Regions from separate parts of the Mus musculus genome. Here regions 1 and 3 are each linked to region 2. A link is a contact called in public HiChIP or PLAC-seq data. All regions are on one chromosome and are shown on one strand. Each heading gives the region's core, a stretch centred on a gene start, on an enhancer-like site or on the middle of the called end of the contact. The rest is flanking DNA. Distances are from core to core; before and after follow the strand shown.

Region 1 (3,721 bases), core at 275-2,774, 190 kb before region 2:
CTGTCTGTCTGTCTGTCTGTGGTGTGCATGTGGGTTCAAAGTGTTGTTCCTTGGATGCAATCCACCTTCCATAGAAGCAGCATCTCTCATGGCCTGGAACCTGTTAACCAGGCCACAGGCATGCCCCTCTTCTACTTCCCAAGCACTGACCGGGTACCTCCTTTTATTTCCTCATGTGAGTTTTAGGCATAAACCCAGGTCCTCACAAGGCCTTTGCAAACTGAATTATTTCCCTGCTTTGAGACATAATTTTCCACATATGATTTAATCACCTTAAGCACCCAGTCTCTTCAACACCTGAGAATGGGGTCCATGCATTCATAGCACCATGATTTCTCAGAAAGGAAATTGAAAGCATTCGTAATATGCTTTAAAATTGGTAAGCATATTGGAGTTTTTCACAGGCAAAAACATCAAGCTAAGTGTCTTAGCCATCACAACGCCCTTAAGACTACCTAAGCCGATCTGGAATTCAAAGCAGCATAATTGTAGGGTTATAGTAAACCTCAGAGAACTCTCAGCCAACCCATCCCACTTCTTCCAAGCATAGTTTTTCATTGAATTCTCCCATTTCTTCAACCCAAACTCTACCCAACTCAATATACGACTGGGGCAGGCCAGCCTCCACAAGCATTCCTGTCAGGTGGAAGCCAGCTCTCTTCTGAGGTCTCCCATGGAAGTGTTCTGTCTTTCTTCCCTGCACCACAATTACTTGTCACTGTGCCCTACTTTCCCTCCAGACATGAGCTCATCAAGTGGACATCTGAGTCACACTGGATTCCTCCGTGATGTTCCTTACAGAGAGGAGGTCCTTCAAGAACCTAACTTTGAGGGTACACTCAGTAATTTCTGCCAGCCATAAAACATTTTCAAGAAAGAATGAACCCCCACCCCCAGGAAGCATTTTAGGAAGGCTCTAGTCAAGAACAGAAGCCACAAGAAGAGGAACTGAGATGTGAGTCAGAGTGACTGGCACATGAGAGTGACAGGGTCGGCTTCCTCACCTTCATGTAACCCGGAGAAGATCATGTGTTAATAAAACGTTTACTGCCGTTGTCAAAGGCCTGACTTTGATTTGAAACTCTTGGGCACCTGAATGTCAAACCAGACCAGAAATACACCACCATGTATTTTTAATTTAAACACAGATATGGAAAAAAAAATTTTTGTATGCCTAGTATAAATAAGTTTCAGTGAAAACCAAACCAAAAGACAACATAAACCTCCCAGTAGCCACCACAAGGAAGACAGAACCGATCTGAACGGCAAACCCTGCAGAGCTCAATGCAGTGCTCTCCTTGAGAGCCCTACGCAAGCTGGAGGCGACATGTAAAATGATCATCTTACCTTGAGGGAATCAAAGCAGGCAATTACTCTTCCATTTTCAACCTGGCAACTTTTGGGGGGGTGAGCAAACTTGCATTCTTCGTCGGAGCGTGAGCACGTTCCTCTCTGGTACTGTCTGCAGACCTCCAGCGTCAGCCACTTTGTGTCTCTCACGGGGGCAACGTTCAAGGCCATGATGAGAACTACTTTGGGCTCTGTTCCTTTCGGTTAAATGTCGAAATCAATCCGAGTCTCAATGATCTCAAAACAACCGCCGTGAAAACTCCAACATGTAAGTTTGAAGGTAAGCAGTGAATTCTTTAATGCAGTCCAATCCAGGAAACCGGGGAGGGGGAATGTGTCAGCAAGCAGGAAGTCAGTCACCGATCGATAGGCCCCACTGGAAGACTGTGAGCCACAAGCAGTGCGTGCTCACTGTCATCTCTGGCTCCCAGGGTTCTAGTCTCTTGACTGTTTTGCAGATACACCCCTCCTTAATAAAGTGGCTTTAATACGATGGCACTCTTTGGGAAAATATTAGTTCTAATGCTCACAGCTTTGGAGGATGTGGGAAAACAACCCTCTTAGATCTTTGTATTTGAGCAGGATGGCGCTTTCCTTCCTTCGTCCTCTTTAAATTCTGAAATTAAACGATTAGCAAAATCAGATCACTTCATTCACTCAAAGGGTCAGGGAAAAGTACATTCAACGAAAACCAAACAACCAAACAAAAAACCCGAAAACCCCAAGAGCTAAACACATGAAGGACTCCCTGAGGGCTGGTGCCAATGAGAGTGATCTCCGGGACAACTTTAAACCACAAACCTGCAAAACAGTATGACATCGACTTGCGTCGTCTGTACTTAGAGGAATCAAACACTTGACCTGTCCACTAAGCTCAGATATAGAGTTTGTGGAAGTATGGTTTAGACCTCAGAGCTTTCAGTATCACAAGGAAGGTGGTACAAAGTGGAGGAGGAAGAAGAGGAGGAGGAGGAGGAGGGGGAGAGGAGAAGGAGGATGGGGAGGAGGAGGAGGAAAGGGGAAGGGGCAACACACTCAGTGCAGACTAATCTAGGCAACACTCCAAGAGTTAGGAGTGACTCAGACAGATGAGTGTGGCAGACACAGTAATTAGGCCCTTGAAACAATTCCATCTAATGTGCTTAATCACCAAACAGTGTATTAGAAATGTGGTTCTCAATTAATTTCACATTTAGGTCATTGATTTTATTGTTGGGAAGGCTATAAACAACTGTAGGGATGTGTCTCTCCTACAAAATGGAGATATTATTTTGGGTGAAGGATGGGTTCTCTATTCCTTGAGTTCTTTTGAGTTTACAGATATTTGATGCTGGGGTTGATAGACCGGGCCTCCTGATATCTGCTCTCTGAACTCTCAATATCTCTTTGCTTCTGCTGTTTGCTTGGTGCCTGCCTTCCCTGCAACACACTGTTAGGTTAAGGACAATTCTTTGAAGTTTCTGCCACCCAGATGCCTTAGTTCACGGCATCTATTAGGATCCCAAGAAGTGCTCATTGACCAATTAAACTTAGGATCTGATGAACGCAAGTTAACGTCCATCAGGTTCAGCTTAGCTTTAGTTGAGACACAACCCAATATCCTCTCCAGGCTGGGAGATGGGTCAGTGGGTAACGATGTTTGCTGCCAAGTCTTACAACCTGAGTTTGATCTCTGAGACCCGCATTGTACAAGGAGAGAACTGACTCTGGAAGTTGTCCTCTGACCTCTGACCTCCACACACCCCTCATACAGAGAAGTTTAAAAATGTTAATGAACTTTAAAAAACTCTATTTAGAATGTGAAGATTAAAAGGCATGCCTGTAACACACTGTAAGATGTCTAAGAACAGAAGATTTCAGCTGTTTTCCTTCTTCAAAGATCATGAAATTAGTAACATTAAAATTGAACATTATAAAGATAAACACAAATAAAAGTAAATTAATCATTTGCAGACATTGTATGTAAGCCTTGATGTCCTTCTAAAAATTTATAGCCAAGGGTACTTCATGAAGCCTGGAAATAGATTAGTCATGCTAAACCCTTAAGGAGGTTTCTATCAGTGACTCATAAGACATTGTCATCAAATTGGAATGGGGCTTAAAGGTTCCTGTGGCTTGATGAGGTCTTGATTACATTTAACTTCCAAGCACAACTTTACAGTGTGATGTGTTTCTCATGGGTTTATATGATCCTGGTACAAACAAGTCCAGTACACTACACTGGCTGTCACATGCAAGTGTATAGGTTTGCAAGATCCTGGACATAAAAGCCCAGTACACTAAAGTGCTTGTCACGTGGAAGGAAGTATGTAGGTTTGATGATCTTGGACATACAAGTCCAGAACACTGCTTGTCACGTGGAAGTACAGCA
Region 2 (4,245 bases), core at 630-3,129:
TCTTTGGGGCTGTCTCATTGTTTCCACTCACGGCTAATTGTGCCCATGTGACGAGAAGCCGTAGACAGGCTGCGGTTCCGGCGCTAGGCTTGACTGGGCTCCCTCGGCCTGACTGTGCTGGTTCCGCTTGACTCAAAGGGCTTGCCTCGAAGGGTCTGAAACTCACAACTCTAGCATTGCTGCGAAAGAACCAATATTTTTAAGGGTCTGGTAGGGGAACGTCTGCCCTTCGTTGTCTGGGTGCTAGTGTGAATTTTGCCCTCTCCTCCTTTTGTCTATCGCATCTGTCCTCGCACTGTGCTCTAACACCACGGAGTCTCTCCGGACCTTCGGACCACTGTGATGATCCCTCTGATAGTAGCTTCTTCTGACTGTGATGACGCTTACCACGGGGCAAACCACATCACCCTGCACCTTTGCCACTGTTTGTATCCGTGAATGAGTTGTACAAGATACCCACACAAACACCCACACTCACACTCACCCCTCCACACACACACACATACGGCCATGCGGCGAGGGAGGGGATCACAACCCAGTGGGTTTTAAAAACCACATCCCTATCTTACAAGTAATAAGAATCAGAGGGAAGAAGTTTTTAGGTGAGACATCCCAGTTTGAACTTGCTGGTAACTAGTATGAAGCCAGTAGGTTTGAGATAAACCCCACCCCCCCAACCCACAATTCCCTTTTCTTCTGGGGAACTGGAGAATCTCCTCTTTTTTCAGGGGTCATATATACTGAAGCTATTCCTGCCCTTCCGAACAAGGTCAAACAAATACACTCAAGATTTTTCAGATATTGGCCCTCCAATTTTTAAAAAAAGATCCATTTATTCATTATATGTAAGTACACTGTACCTGTCTTCAGACACACCAGAAGAGGGCATCAGATCTCATTACAGATGGTTGTGAGCTACCATGTGGTTGCTGGGATTTGAACTTAGGACCTCTGGAAGGGCAGTTAGTGCTTTTAACTGCTTAGCCATCTTTCCAGCCCAGGCCTTCCAAAATTTGAAGGCAAACTAGGAGCCCCCCCCCCCCAGGCTGTTCCCCAGACTTCCAAGCACACAGAAACCGTCTGGGGAGCTGAGGAACGTCAGGCTGTGATCCAGCAGTTCTGGGGTGAAGATCATAGACCCCCCACCCGTGCCTGGGTCAACTGCTCAAAGGAAAAACTGAATTATATGTTGTCTTTCAGTTCAAGAAATCTTCCAATATCATTTTAGTTCCTATCCTCAAGCATTTATAAAAGCGCTGGACCTACATCGGGCTTTTATTACATCATGTCCAATACGTCTGGACAGAAGACTGTTAAAAACAGAAGGAAAACAAAACAAAACAAAACAACCTCCCAAAACCAACCCATACATCCTTTCCTTATTCGCTCCAGCCCCAGTCTCAGCCCTGTTTTGAAATAGTTACATCTTTCAGTTACTTATAGCACGGTTATCATCTGGAAATTGGAGCAAAGATGATGAAGGGATGCTATAACGAAATACAAGGTGTCTGGTGCGCATTGATATGACTAGGAACGTAATTAATGCCTCTTTAAAACTGAACAAAAGCAGAGCAAGAAAGTAAAAAAACAAAAAAAACCCCAAAAACCAAAGCGATTACGCATCAGCTGCCGAAACACTGTGTCCTAGCTTAAACGAGGCTGGAAAAATGCTTCCACAAATGAGAATGGGATGCTTGAGGACTCCAGCCTTTCCCGGAGGGGTTGTAATGGCTCCAGTCTCCCAGACGGGCTGCGCAGCGGCGCCGACGAGCTCTGCTGCCCCCTGCTGGACGGAATGCCGGACTCGCGCCAGCCTGTCTGCGAGGCCAGCGCTGGCTCCCTCGGGGCCCAGCGCTCATCCTGCAGGTTATGCAACACCAGGCTGCTACCAGCTCGCTTCAGGAAAGGAAACCATTGACTTCCTGGAGCTCCAACTGAGCCAGTGTTAAGAGGAAGGCGGAGACTAGAAAAGGACACGTACACGTCCAGTCTTGGAGGCGCTGGGAAAGTCTGTGTACAACCCTAAAAAGTAGGAGGAGCCTTCCTGTTTTCCGGTTAAGAGATGCAAGGCTTGGAGTGTGTGTATGGAGGGGGAGTGGACTAACTGAGAGGAAGTGGTGTGGAGATGGGCAGCTGGCTATGGTCTTCCAGTGGCGCCACACCTCCTCAAGCCCAGCTATCGACGTGGTGGGTGGCAATGCCTGGTTTCCAGAGTGCAGCCCCAGCTTCCAGCTCCTTCAAGATCATAGATCTTTTAGCTGTATTCTGCTTTGACCTTCAAGGTTTTAAACTCTGACTTGTTGAAACGTACCCCATGTGTTGGTCTTTCCTAACTAGACACAGTGAAGGCTCTAGAGATTGACATTTTAAGATGGAGCAGGGTTATCCCCTCCTCTTAGGGCCCAGAAACAATAGTCCAGATCACCAGAGAAATTTTTCTTCAATTTGGACCAACCCTTTAGAGTTGTACTTTTTGGATGCCTCCTGGTGTGAAGTGAGGGAGACAGTTCACTCTTGTCCAATCTGGATGTGGATTAATGGTATTTTCCAGCCCATAAAAGTATTTAAAAATTTTTATTTCACACTGGGTTATGAAGCATCGCTGTCATTCTGACAGTTCAACTGGAACTTTCACAATTAAACCTGATAAGAACTGAAAGTCACCGTAGAGATTCCAAGGCACCGTCCTCTTATTTTATAGATGATGTTCTGGGCTTTTCAACCAAATAAGAATAGATCTCTGGAGACAGCAAGATGACCACCACGTGTCTGTTCTCAGTCTTTGGATGGTACCTTTCACATCCTGGCAGGAAAAAAGCTGAGTCAGCGCCGCAGAGTCGGAGCCTGATTATCACATTCAGTAGCTACTGCCAAGCATACATTAGCACCTCTTCCAGAACTCTCCTCGGTCTGCACAGAGTACCCAGAGACTCTGCTCATGAGAACACAATACCGCACAGGAGCCAAGGAAGCCCAAAGTTGTCCACCCTGACCTGGTGATGAATGTCATCAGACCTCCTTTGTCAGTCATAGCCAACGTGTAGACCGAGACCATATCTTGCAGAGTTTCTGGATGCACAGCCCTTGCCAGTCATAAATGAATGAAAGTATGGTAAGCTATGATGGAGCTCTGCCAGTCTGCAGTGCTGTTAGGACAAGAACTCACAGGATTTCAGGGAAGAACTGTGGGGAGGGGACACTGAAGCCTTAGATGCTGTCATCTCAGCAGGGAGAAACCTCTTCCTCCTACACCCTTCAAAGAAAACAAAAAGAAACAAAATAATAAAACTAATAACAAAATAACAAAAGCATTACCCTCACTTTTCTGGTCTCCCCTGCCACTTTTCTTAGGATACAGTTTCAATAGAAGATATTCTAAACAAGTTCACGTGTTTGAATGCTTCTTGGCTTGAAGTTCGGTGCTCTTTGGGTGATTATGAAACTGTGGTTGGTTGAAGAAAAGGGGTCGTGGGGAGTCAGGTCCTTTGGGTCATAGCTCAGTCCTACTTCTGACCCCAGTCTCTCTGTGTGCCATCTGTTAAGATGTAAGCAAGCATCCCCTATACTCCTGCTGTTCTGGTTCACCTACACGATGACCCACACTCTCACACCAGGAGCTAAAATTATTTTCTCCTTCAATGTGCTTCTTGCCAGGCATTTGATTGCAGCAATTTCAAAAACTAATCAATCTACCTTACTAGTAAGAACTTCAGTGGTCTCTGTTTTATTTTATACCAGGTAGGGCAATGGAGAAAAGAAACTCAGGATTGCTCAAAACACAGCCACCCATACCTGATGCTCAACACGCAGCCAGGCACACCGGATGCCAGAAAGGTGCAGCCCAGCTGCTTGTAAGTGAAGGGTCGGGTGGGGATGTCAGACAGTCCCGGGATGAACTAAGGCTCTGTTCTAGGCATGTATTTATAACTCATAGTTTGTGTGTTCGCGGAAGACACAGAAATATTATCAACTAGTAAGCAGGATTGTGCAAGACTCTGCTCATGACAAGTGATTCCTCACAGGAGCCAAGAAAGCCCAGAGATGTCCACCCTGAATTACTGATAAGACATCATCAGATCGCCTTAGTTAGATGCCGCTGACACACATTCAGAGACCTGATCTGGCAGAGTTTCCAGGTGTATCGAAAGTACATTGAGTTTAAGATGAATGAACTATTGAACAGTGAGGCTCAGGGAGTGGCTAGTGGATCAGTGGGTAAGAAAAGCACTGGACACGTGTGTGTGG
Region 3 (3,930 bases), core at 146-2,645, 160 kb before region 2:
AAGGAATGGCCGACTATGGAGACTGTTCAAGTGCTCCATTTTCACACATGCACATTGTGAAACCCTTCAGATATAGACCCTCCTGTTTCCAAAAGCAACCACATTTCAACTATGTTAGAAATACAATGACTCCTTTAGTCCGAGATAGCATGTTTCAGGGGCTCACCATTTCCACCAAATGTAAACATACCCCAAAGCCTAGCATAAAATTCTTTTTGCATCATGTAAGGCCTTCTGCGTTCTGCTGAGAGAACAACGGGGTCTTTGTGAGGGAAAACAAGAGTTGAACTTGCAAAAATGCTTGAGTTGAAATCACTGATCATCCTAGACTGCTTGGAGGGCTGTTAGGAGTATACCCACCCCCAAAAATATATCTTAACTATTATGTACATGATCTTTAAAATTGGGTTTTAAATGCCTTTTATGTAGGTGATCACATTTAATCCTACTCATCAGAGAAGTAGATAACCCATCCTATTTGAAAGATGGGGAAACTGAAGTTCAAATAGATTAGCAAAGTTGCCTAAAGTTGTGCTTCCATCCTGCAACAAGGCCAGTGTTTGAATGTGGAGCTTGAACAGCCTCTAGGAACGAGAGCTAGGAGGTCAGTGAAGAATGTGTCTAAACCTCTGGATTCTTCCAATAAATGTAGACTCCTGGGCTCCACCCCAGATATCTCAATTTAGTGTTTTGGGGCACAGGCCAAAAAAATCTCCTTTTGTTTTTTTTTTTTGTTTGTTTGTTTGGTTGGTTGGTTGGTTGGTTGGTTTGGTTTAAGTTTTTCTTTGTTTGTTTGTTTTTTAATTCAAGCTTCCAAAGAGTTTGAGCTGCCAACAAAACCAAGTCTTGAGAGCACTGTGATCAATCAGCTTTTGCAATGGGGATGGCAAAAGCGATGTCTTTCTTCTCCTGGAGTCACTGTTGGGTAAAGCAGGTGTGTTATAGATACTTGGCCTTGTCACATCCTTCAAACCTCACTCTGGCCTTGACCATAGCGTGCTTGTCTTTGATTAGGTTTTCAAGTGGCTAGTCTCTCAAAGGGGAAGAAACTGGCCAATCTATTTTGTGAGTTGTTCCTCTGCAGAGGGACACAACCAAAAGTGTCACTTCTGTGTCGATGAAGCAACTAGAATTTGCTTCTAAAAAATGTCAGACACTCTAGACAACTCCCAGCTCAGCATTTTAGCCCTAGCCTTTCTCTGACCACTCCCCTTATCCACCAGCATTCCTCTGTAAAGTTTGAATAAATAAATAAATAATAAGATCCCTGGTTGGAGATTCTAGGGCAGAGCTGGCCTCCCTTCAGTACTATAAAGCTTCACAGGACTGCTTCACAGGACTGCACTCCCAGGGTGACAATGGATTCAGTTTACACTGCAATGGAAAGTTCTGCCTATGTTTGGGCGGATGATGAGGCACGGATTTGTGTGAGTCTGACTCATAGCTAATCCTCATCTAAAGAAATGCCTGCCTTGATAATAAAATACTTCATTCATTCCATCTTATCTTGAAAATATTTGTTGGGGTTGTACTGGTTGCCAGACAACAGCTTATACGTGCCATACGTGAGGATTACTACAGGACACACTTAGCAGCGTCCACACACACATCTCTCATGATAGCTTATAGTAAGTAAAGGAGCAATGCTCTGACCCAGGGAATGAGCAAAACTCAAGGGAAAATAGCAAAAGAAAGACAATGTTGCCCCACCATGCTGACAGCAGCCGTGTTTCTGAGTTGTGTTTCTGAGTCATGGCTAAGCCTGTAAATGATACAAAGCTCACCTTCAATTAGAAATGGGGATCAGAGCAGCCCGCTGGCCTCTCCTCAACACACTTAGTCTAATGAGAACAACGTACGTCCGACAAAACCCTGGACACTTCCTGGAGAAGCACCGAGATCTCGATTTACCACCTGCCATTAGATTTACCTGACTCTTTTCACCTTCCCCACCATGGAAGAATCAAACCTCTTCCTGTAACTGCTCTCAAACTCTTTCTTCCCTGTGGCTTCAGGCGCTCCATTCCCAGAAGCTGCTTCTGACTCAAAGGTCAGCAGTGTCCTCTGTCAGCCTAGCACACCTCCCCCACAAGACCCACCAACCACCTTAACCCTGTTGCCTCTCCCCTGCCCACTGCACCTCCTTTGATTGCCATAAACACCACACACTTTTCAACAGTTATACATTCCATACTTGCAGGAACTTGTAGTCCAGTGTTCCACTCACAATTCTTCCTAATGTGTTTCCAAAGGCCAGGCTTGCCTTTTTAACCCCCCTCACGCCAGGACTACATGCCCAGCTCCCATCTTTCTCCAACTTCAGAATCTGCCATTATTTCTCACAACCCTTTGGTTATCTAAGCCCTTAATGTAGGGTAAAGTGGAAAACATCATCTATTATACAGACTCCAAGGTACTGGGAGATGTCACAAGGCCCACACACCTGGGCCTAGGTACACTCTTTGAAATGTCATCATCTGCTGTGTATGTGTATGTCCACAAAGAGCCTAGGCTATCCCCTTAAATATGCATTCTCTGAGGCTGTGCCATCAACTTTTTTCTAGATTCCTTGTGTCCTTAATAGACTCCTGTTTTCACCTCAAATATCAGCCTTCTGCAGATAAATACCAAATTCACACCACGGTCTGCACATCACAAAGCCTACACCCACCCTTCTCACAACACCTGGAACCCCAGCCTCCGACACCGGCTCCCCATCCACGTCACCGAGCGTCTCTGGTGTGTCTGTTTGTGTCTCCAGGTCCTCTCTATACTATTTCCCTTACCCTCCAGTAAGTCCCACCCAAGCCCCTGGTCCTGGCTCTGCATCAGTACATCACTTCCTGGTTCTTCAACATTCCAGCTCCTGGAGCCTTCGGGGCTCACCCAAGTACCCCTCACCTGGGTCTAAATCAGCCTCAGGCTACGACTGATCCTATCTCACATCTGTTCACAAACACCTGGTGGCTGCTGCACTCTAATGAAGTCTGAGGCCCAAGCTGTAGCTAGCATTCAGAGACACCTGCAACTCGGCCCACGCCAAGCTCCAACTGGCAGACAGGCTGTGGTCCAAAGAGTATGTATGCCTGGGTGCTTCCGAAGTTCATGGCATGCCCTGGGACTTCCCGGAGGCCACTGGAGACGTTGTCTCCTCCAGGAAGCCTTCCCTGGCTTGTTTAGATGGCCGAAATCTTCTCACGGGGGCTTTGTAACACAGGTTACACACATAACCTTTACACAGTGACTTGACCACGGAGGCTTTCGCATGGTGGCTTTACCACTGTGGCTCATCCACTCGCCTACCTTTCCTCTCACACACTGTAAATACCACAAGCGAAAGGGAAGATTTGAGCAACACCTTTAGTTATTGTTTCTGTAGAGCTTTTCATAGTCAACAGAAACTTCAAGTAGAAAGCAGTGATATTGCAGGCCAAGGCTCAGTGACAATGCCATCAGCCCTAGCCACACATGGAGGGCCCTCTCTGTGGGCAGCCAGCACTGTCTTCTCATATCCTCATGTCATATCCTCATATCATATCCTCATATCATATCCTCATATGATTCTAGAGAGATAACTGTGATCATCCTGACTTTTAGAAATCTTCTGTGCTGGGCGTGGTGGCACACGCCTTTAATCCCAGCACTCGGGAGGCAGAGGCAGGCGGATTTCTGAGTTCGAGGCCAGCCTGGTCTACAAAGTGAGTTCCAGGACAGCCAGGGCTGCAGAGAAACCCTGTCTCGAAAAACCAAAAAATAAAATAAAATAAAAATCTTCTGTGTGTGTGCATGTGAGTGTGTATATGTGAGTAGATATGTGTGTGAGTGTATGTGTGTGAGTGTGTGTATGTGAGTAGATATGGGGGGTGTATATGAGTGTGTGTGTATATGTGTGTATGCTCATGTATATGTATGTGTTCATGTGTATGTGTT

The links. HiChIP or PLAC-seq counts read pairs in DNA pulled down with a chosen protein or histone mark.
Region 1: a contact with region 2 is called in an H3K27ac HiChIP or PLAC-seq map of embryonic fibroblasts, with 7 times the contacts expected there. The contact joins two enhancer-like sites. A contact is called at or near these places in 7 of 484 Hi-C or Micro-C datasets (Sertoli cells, bone marrow-derived macrophages, cerebral cortex and 4 more) and 8 of 115 datasets of contacts at active chromatin or transcription factors (bone marrow-derived macrophages, embryonic fibroblasts, embryonic stem cells and 3 more).
Region 3: a contact with region 2 is called in an H3K27ac HiChIP or PLAC-seq map of embryonic fibroblasts, with 22 read pairs. The contact joins two enhancer-like sites. A contact is called at or near these places in 7 of 484 Hi-C or Micro-C datasets (the N1E-115 cell line, bone marrow-derived macrophages, embryonic fibroblasts and 4 more), 11 of 115 datasets of contacts at active chromatin or transcription factors (bone marrow-derived macrophages, craniofacial prominence, embryonic basal ganglia and 7 more) and 2 of 9 other capture datasets (adipose tissue and pancreatic islet).

What each region holds. Positions count from the first base shown.
Region 1 is chr14:120,323,039-120,326,759 of GRCm38.p6, reverse strand. It overlaps Mbnl2 (muscleblind like splicing factor 2), which reads right to left. Exons shown (of 8, transcript NM_207515.2): 2 at 1,348-1,966. The coding sequence starts at 1,521. Among named protein-coding and RNA genes, the nearest start is that of Gm52122, 4.7 kb to the right of the region's middle. Within about 2 kb of position 1,524, at least 114 of the 459 cell types and tissues checked have an H3K27ac peak or open chromatin away from gene starts, as enhancers often do. A contact at or near this core is called in bone marrow-derived macrophages, embryonic fibroblasts, muscle stem cells and 1 more, where this site is marked.
Region 2 is chr14:120,135,590-120,139,834 of GRCm38.p6, reverse strand. It overlaps Gm4681 (a long non-coding RNA gene), which reads left to right. Exons shown (of 7, transcript XR_001781467.2): 2 at 3,739-3,851. Among named protein-coding and RNA genes, the nearest start is that of Gm4681, 4.4 kb to the left of the region's middle. Within about 2 kb of position 1,879, at least 195 of the 459 cell types and tissues checked have an H3K27ac peak or open chromatin away from gene starts, as enhancers often do. A contact at or near this core is called in bone marrow-derived macrophages, embryonic fibroblasts, granulosa cells and 3 more, where this site is marked.
Region 3 is chr14:120,290,461-120,294,390 of GRCm38.p6, reverse strand. The region is part of intron 1 of Mbnl2 (muscleblind like splicing factor 2); the gene reads right to left. All of the region lies in intron 2 of Gm52122 (a long non-coding RNA gene), which reads left to right. Among named protein-coding and RNA genes, the nearest start is that of Mbnl2, 17 kb to the right of the region's middle. Within about 2 kb of position 1,395, at least 77 of the 459 cell types and tissues checked have an H3K27ac peak or open chromatin away from gene starts, as enhancers often do. A contact at or near this core is called in embryonic fibroblasts, granulosa cells, muscle stem cells and 2 more, where this site is marked.